Linked DNA regions of Gossypium arboreum: region 1 is linked to region 2. Evidence: chromatin contacts called from public Hi-C data. All regions are on one chromosome and are shown on one strand. Each heading gives the region's core, a stretch centred on a gene start, on an enhancer-like site or on the middle of the called end of the contact. The rest is flanking DNA. Distances are from core to core; before and after follow the strand shown. Region 1 overlaps LOC108467144 (ABC transporter G family member 7). Region 2 holds the start of LOC108466766.

Region 1 (4,056 bases), core at 1,420-3,919, 55 kb before region 2:
CAAGAAAATGTAGTTTTCGTAACGCATGATGCTATTGAAACTATCCTGGAATCATGAAACTTTTAGGTAATATATCATGTTCGAATCTCTACCTTTTAGGATGTCGATTTGGTTTGATTTCTTGGTCTCTTATTGAACGTAATAGCTCTATGTAATATATGTTAGCAATGTTTCAGTGGATTATAGTTGAGTGTCTTGCCGCACTTATGTTGGCAAATAAGGTTAATAAAATTATGAGAAATTAGAAATTAAAACCCTTTATAAACTCAATTGTGCTATAATTCGGTACCCTGAAAACAAAATCATTTTTTTGTCATCTTTCTCATTCAAACCGAGAAGAAGAAATGGAAAAACCCAATGGGTTGTCATGGTATGCTTTTGTGGGTTGTCATGGTCAATCGCTCATGATGTTTTTTTACTTGGTTTGATCCACTAATTGGTAATCATGGAAGGATCATTTTCCTTGGACTGTTGAAGAAAACCAGAGAAATAGAGAGAACGTTTGATGTGGATTAGTAGCTTGATTTTTACTCTAGTCTTGGTTATACATTATGAAGTGAAAGGGGAATAAATGAGGGCTTTTTGTGGGTTTTAGGGTGATGTTGCAAACAATTTTGGGGTTCGACCATACTCTTTCTTAATGTTTTTGAATTGTAGGGGCTATATGCATAATAGTTAATTTTGCAAATTTGTGAATCTAATGTTGAAATTGTATTGCAATTGGACTGCATAATTGCTAATTTGAATTTTTTAAGTCCTACTATTATGTAATTTTTTTATTGAAGTGAGTGCAAAAGTCTCATGCACCATTGTTGAATAATAATAATATGATACATCATTATTAAATTAAAAAATATGGAAGACTTGTAAATAAATACTAATAATTTTATTTACACATCAATCATAACTATTATAGATAAATATTAATATTAATAACTCTTGGATATATGATTTTGGGTTTAAGGATTTAGGGATAGGGTTTTGGATTTAAGGTTTAAGGTTTTACTATTTATTTATAATTATTTATTATTTAATTATGTTTAAATAAAATTATTAGTATTTATTTATATGTCCACTATTTTTGTTTTATTTAATAATAGGGTATCATGTTATTATTTACTAATGGTGCATGAGACTCATGCAACCACAATGCATCAAATATTCTCCTTTTTTCTAAGTATAAGTTTGACTGAGATTAAAATGTAGATAAAAAATACAAAGAATTATTAAAATAATAATAATTTTAGTTCTCAATTTTTATATATATTTTTTGTCAATATCACCTTAATTTTATATAAAAATTATAAAAAAATCGAAACTATTTAAAAGCTAGAAAATTCTATATAAAAATTATAAAATAAAATCAAACTGTTTAAAAACTAGAAAATTCTATAGAAAAATTCTAAAAAATATATCGAAAATGTGATGAAGAACTAATAAGTATGGGAAATAAAGAAAATTATCATTCAATAGAATCCAATAATAATTTTAAAAACCAAAAAAGAAGTTATACCATTACATGCTTGCTTAGTGTTTCTTAAAACCAAATTAGTAATATATTCAAGTCAAGTTTCATACCGCTAAAGAACATCCAGAATTGATATTATAGAAACTTGTCAAATTGACTTTGATGCCATTTCACTAGCCAAAAACTAAAAAATATTCACAAAAAAATTTAAGACTCGAATCAAATTTTCAATTCATTTAAATTATTTTCCAAGTCCAAATTGTAAAAATAATTATATTTTGAATTCTTTCTTATAACGAAAGAACTATGTCAAGAAACAAAAGAAGTAAAAATAAGAAAACTAGTAATTTTGCTAAATGTTTTAATTTTTATATGTTCTATTTATTGAATATTTCTATATAGATAATACAAAGAGACAATTCGGAGGGTTTAAAATTTTTCTCTCACTTTATCTATTTTTAAATTTTTTATTTACTTTAATTTTAATTTCAAGAATTTTTAAAATTTTTAAAAATAATTTCAATTTTATCATTTTATATATAATTAAGGTGATATTGATAGAAAGTATAAAATCAACGATCAAAATTTTTATTATACCAACTAAAAAATGTTACTTAATAATCAAGTAATAAAAAAATGTTAAAACTTTAATGATGAAATTATAACTATTTTAATTAAATGACCAAAATAAAAACTTACCTATAATTTAGTAACACCTAAATAAAAAACACCCTATAATCTTAAAACTCTTAAAAGCAACAAATATTGCAGTAAGAACACTCTTATAAATTACCCAGAGTTTCAATACACAACAACCAACCTCAAGAAATAAATAAATAACACAACACATCCTTAAGCATCACAAAATATAACTTTTATTATGGAAACCTTTTAGTAAGAGTTAGATTACATTTTATTTTTATTAAAAATGGACAAATTAATCCCTCATGTATATTAGATTAAAGAATAAATTTTATCTATTTTTATTATTAAAACTAACATAACTAATAAAATAATTAGATAATTACACATAGCATACCACTTATACCTTGCGGTGACATATAAAGATCAGTTTTTCCAATAGAAATTTTATAAATATACATTGAAAAGGTGATTGAATTTATTGATGTGGGGAGTGTAGTTCCTGGAGGCTTGAAGGGAAATTTGGGCCTCCAACTTCAGTTTTACAACCACTTGAGTGACTCTCATTCAATGGATCCATTTTACTCTCACTGAATCCATTCAATCATATGTGTCCATCGTTGTTGTTTAAAGGAATGTCATTTGACTCAGTTTAGGCTTCCCCCTAATTCACTGGATGCTTTTCAACTCAAATCATATTATTTGTATTTTTTAATAATTTAATGTCACGTCAATATTTTTATTTTAAAAAATTAAATCTAAATAAAAATTTAAAATTCAGAATAAAATTATAAATTTTACATCAAATTATTAGAAAAGGATAATATTCTAATTTCATACAATCTTTTCTTTCAACTTGTATGCTACTGTGAATTTACTTTATCATTTGGGGTATAATTATAGTTAATTAATAATGTTATTAATTCAACTTTCATTTTAAAATAAATAATAAAATTACCTTTTAGACAACTAGATTTCCATACGTGTTTATATTTTTATTTCCTAATCATTATTAAAAAGTAAAAATAATTCAAATAATTTTACAATATTTTAAAACATATTCGTAAAATGTTTAAAAGATAGATATATTCTTTTATTCTTCAATTTTATTTAATATTTACATAAATAAATAATTTTATTTTCAATTACAGAAGAAATCTGTCTTATAATAACACCTATTTGTATATTGCATTATCTTTTTGTGTTTTTGTGTTCTTGTAATAGTAATAATCTCATTTTAAATTTAAAATAATATGATATTTCTTATTTATTAAATTATAATAAAAGTGTAATTGAAGATGGATCATTTAAACTTTTATTATGAGTTTGTATAAATGTAGAACAACAATTCTATTTTGAAAATTATGTAAATATCTTAAATATTAAAATAAAAAAAGCATTTTAAGAATTGAGATAAGATTTTGGTTTAATTTGAATGTGTACACTAATAATAGATAAAGTTAATTATGATTTTAATGTATTCCAATTATCAAATTAACTATTAATTTTATCTTTAATATTAAAAAGTTAAAATGTGCCATAAGTCCTTGTACAATTCATAAATTTAAAATTTAGTCCCTTTACTTCTATTTTTATGAATTTAGTTCCTCTACTTTTCAAAGTTCAAAATTTAGGTCCAATTGCTAACATTGCTATTTTTTTTTTGTAAAATTTGTTAGTTTGACATTTTGAAATTAAAAAAAATGCCACATGATAGCAATGTATTTAAAAAATGATGTTGTAATGAACCTAATTTAATAAAATAATTTAACAGAGTTAACAGTTAGACTTGAATTTTGAACTTTGAAATGAGAGGGGCTAAATTCCTTGAAATAAAAGTATAAGGACAAAATTTCATAATTTCAAAGAGTATAGAGACTTATGCCATATTTTAACCTATTAAAATTATTTCAACATTTTATTTTCTAATTTAAAACCAAATAATA
Region 2 (4,019 bases), core at 1,242-3,741:
CTTAGATACCATGTTGAGATTCATGAAAACTATTCATGTTGACTGAAAAATAATCTTTTATTGATATTAAACCAGATATCAAACTCTGGTATATATACACAAGCTACCAAGACTAGTTACAACAACCTTAACTACCATAACTATTACTGCTAACTACTAACTGTTTTAAACTGTTAACTACCACAATAGTTTTTTTCCTTAACACTCCTACATTAGCAACAATGCCTATGCCAATCGAGCTAAGACTCATTTGACGTTTAAGCTTGTTTATTAAGTGAACCGAATGTAAACAAAGTTTGGTTGGTTTGTTTGTTCATAAACAAACACGTTGATGTTCACTTAAATCTCATTTAATAAATTATTTTAAGTGTATTTAAAACTCATTTACTATTCAGTTATCGTATAATTAATAATATTATTATAGTTTCAAGTGCTTATTCTATTTATATTAAAATTATTAATATTCATATTTAATTATTTTATATCTAAAAGATAATATGTATGTTTATTTATTGTTTGTTAGTTTATTATTCATTAATATCATTTGTAAATGTGTTCAATTATATGTTCATAAACTTTTCAATTAACTTACAGGAAGAAACACAAATTATTATATAAATGACCACAAACATTATTTTAAAACTTTTAACGATCACGAACCAAACATTAAAAAACTTAAAAATAAATAAACAAACATGAAAATAGGCTGGCTGGGGGAAGAGAGGGAGGGAGGGAAGGAGAGGGGGATAATTTTTATTTTAAATAATACTAATATATTTTTATTTAACTTTTTCAAATTTCTAGTCAAATTAATATAAATTATATTTTTAAAGACACGTGCCACTTCTTGATTGGTTGCAAAGATTTTTTTTAACGGATTTAATGAGAAGGGTAACATTAGTTATATACCTGACTTAACCAAAAGAAAAAAGAATCTAATTCAAATAAAGAGTATAGTTTAAGGGCCTCTTATTGGAGGCGGATCAGTTTCGAGGGAATGGATACTCTAAGATAGACAAGAAAAATTGAATTTGATTAATTCAACTTATAAGATTTTGGAACAATTAGAAAATTACAAAAATGAAACCATTTATTTTGAACAACAAAGAGCGATTAATCAAGTCCGACAACGGGTTTTCCAACAAGCTTTACAAGGAGCTCTAGGAACTCTGAATAGTTCTTTAAACAACGAGTTACATTTACGCACCGTCTGTTTTTTCTGTCTTATCGCATCCATTTTCTTTGAATTCTATTTGAATATTGCTCGTGTATAAAATAGAAATTCGTTGATATTTCAATAGATTCTTTTCTTTTCTTTTCTTTTTTTTTTTTGTTATACTCTAGTCAATCAAATCTGTTGAATTATTGTTCAATTAAGCCTTTAATTATTTATAATTAGATTTTTAATATTGAATTTTCTTCTCATCAACATAACTTTTTACGTGCTATAAAAATTGATAATATCATGATAAATAATTGGAGTGCATTTAATATTATTAATATGACGTATTTACTTATTTAAATTTAATTTTAATCACAATTTAAACTTTTTTATTTTAATTTCATACATATGACATATGGTTAATATTAATTTTGAACACTACATTTCATTATTTATTATATGTTATTTTTAAATGTATAATTGTCTTCTAAATACATAATTTTTACAAGCATACCTGTACGATAAATTTTTTATTTATTTTTATATATTTTAAATATAATATGTTTAAAAATTTCGATTAATATTTACTCATAATTAATAGATGGGTATTTGTTCATAATACAAAATAAATTAAATATAAAAAGTATCCTGCGGTTCTCAAGAGTAAAATGGATGTTAGATACGTTCATTACTACTATTTGTTTTAGATTTATATTTTTAATTATTTAAAATATATAAAAATATGAAATGACGAATCTGTTATCATTATAATATTAGAGGTTAAATATAAAATTAGTATTTAAATTTATTCAGTTTTTTAAATTAATACCTGTAATTTTTTTATCTCAAATTAGTATTTGAATTTTGTTCCATCACCTAAATCGATATCTAAGTAGTAATTTGAAAAAAAAAACTATAAATACTAATACGAAAGAAGTGGAAAAAATTAGGTATTAATTTTATATTTAATGTTAAAAGAAAAAGGTGAATAAAGGAATTAAATATAAAAGGGCAGGAAGAGTAGGTGTAAGAGAGAGGGATTAAAAATTGCATGAAAATGATGAAGATACAAGTGGACGCGGTGTGATTGGCGCCGCCCCCACAGGCTACGCACGTACATTCCCATTTCTTACTACAGAATCTTCCAATTAAAAATCGAGTGTCCCACACGTTATCTTACCTTTCTTCCAAATCAATCTCTAAATTCCAGGATTTTGACTCAATAACGGTCCTTCACCATCATCTTTCCTCTATAAATACTCTTTAGTTTTTTTCTTCCCAAAATCATTGCGCCACTTATTCCAGAGATAACTTCACGTCCAAAAACCATGCAAGCTACTACTTCTTGTCTTTCTAAGTCCTCAGCTTCAGCTCCTCCACCACAACATCGCTTCTCCAGCGACCTAATAGGCGGGAGAAAGGGTTTGGGAGGGGCAAAGACGGCAAATGTCAAAGTAATGGCTTCAAAAAGATCATCAGGGCCATCTAGTCACAATTTCGACGGGAAGCTAGTGGATGAGAGCATGATAGTGTTGAGAAAGCGAATTCAGGAGATGCAGAGGGTGGAGAAGAGTTATGAGCCTCCCCAGCATTGGATGGAGTGGGAGAAACAATACAAGAAAGAAAAGTACGACCTCGATGTTTACCAAGCTGTGGGGAGCTTGCAATCCAAGCTCATGGAAACCAGGCCTGCCGTTGCTTTGGGGATGGCTCTTCTTCTTCTCTTTACCTTACCAACTTCAATCGCCGCACTTCTCTTTCATCTTATCCCTAATTCCCTATGATCATATACATCTAAATTTGTTACTTCTAATTCAAAATGTTGCAATCTTCATACTCTTCTTACAGTGGTTCATCTTATTATAATTATTAGAGTTTTAAGATATTGAGCACTCTAGTTAAATTTAGTGAGTTCAAATTTTATTTTATATGTATGGGTTTTGTTGTATTATATTTTAATTATTCATCAATTTAAATTATATATTAGTATGATTTTATTTTATAGTTGTTCATGCATACATGTATAATCATATTTTATAAAAGAACTTTCGTAAAAAGAAAATTTTCCTTATTATTTTAGTCTTTTAATTTTTCAAATTAAATCTTTGTTTTAACGAAAGCGATATTGATATTTAAATTGAATATTAGTAGCAACTTTTGCAACATTATACTATAATTTTTATTTAAATTTTAACGTCTAATTATATTTTGACCAATGTGCGTGGACAAAATATATTAAAATTGGAATCCAAGTAATTTGAGAGTGAGGTTTTATGCATATGTGATAAATTTAAAGCTGTCTGAGGCATCCGAGACCGAGATAAATGAGTAGTTTAATTGATGGCAAAGTTGAAGACGGGATGAGAGATGTGAGTGTGACCGACAAATGATTTGATAGAGTAATTGACCTCAATCCTTGGAACTTGGGCCGGAGTCGGTGATGCTATTTTTTTTATTACTTATCTTGATTTGTGTTTTTTTCTGGGTATTAATTAAATAGTAATTTAGACGGAGTTGTAAGTTTTGTAGCTCAAATCTAGACCTCGTACCAAAAAAAGAAACTACCTATTCAATCGAACCTATAAAATGGGTCAATCACTAATTTTCAACTCCAGAATTTTTATTTATATCAAACAATTTATATATTTAGCCCAAAGCTTAAATACTCAAACATAAAGCCCAAGAATCAAACCCATGTGAAGAAGACCAATGATTCTGACCCAAAAGCCTTGCCTCCCCTATGGAGAATGCTTTGCTTTTTTTTTTCCCAAGCGTTTTGGTTTGGAGCTAGCTTTTCTTATCAAGTAATTTCCAAGACAACTTGGCTAGGAAGGCTTGCTTCATATTAGCAACTCGT

What was found. Hi-C and Micro-C count contacts between places; a contact is called where the count stands out from the background.
Region 1: a contact with region 2 is called in a Hi-C map of leaf, with 3 times the contacts expected there. The contact joins the enhancer-like site here to the promoter of LOC108466766 in region 2. A contact is called at or near these places in 3 of 5 Hi-C or Micro-C datasets (all in leaf).

What each region holds. Positions count from the first base shown.
Region 1 is chr2:68,210,299-68,214,354 of ASM2569848v2, reverse strand. LOC108467144 (ABC transporter G family member 7) reads left to right here. Exons shown (of 12, transcript XM_053024960.1): 12 at 1-254. Among protein-coding and RNA genes, the nearest start is that of LOC108467144, 9.7 kb to the left of the region's middle. Within about 2 kb of position 2,669, at least 1 of the 2 cell types and tissues checked has an H3K27ac peak or open chromatin away from gene starts, as enhancers often do. A contact at or near this core is called in leaf, where this site is marked.
Region 2 is chr2:68,154,694-68,158,712 of ASM2569848v2, reverse strand. LOC108466766 reads left to right here and starts at 2,491. Exons shown (of 1, transcript XM_017767135.2): 1 at 2,491-2,946. The coding sequence starts at 2,491. The coding sequence ends at 2,946.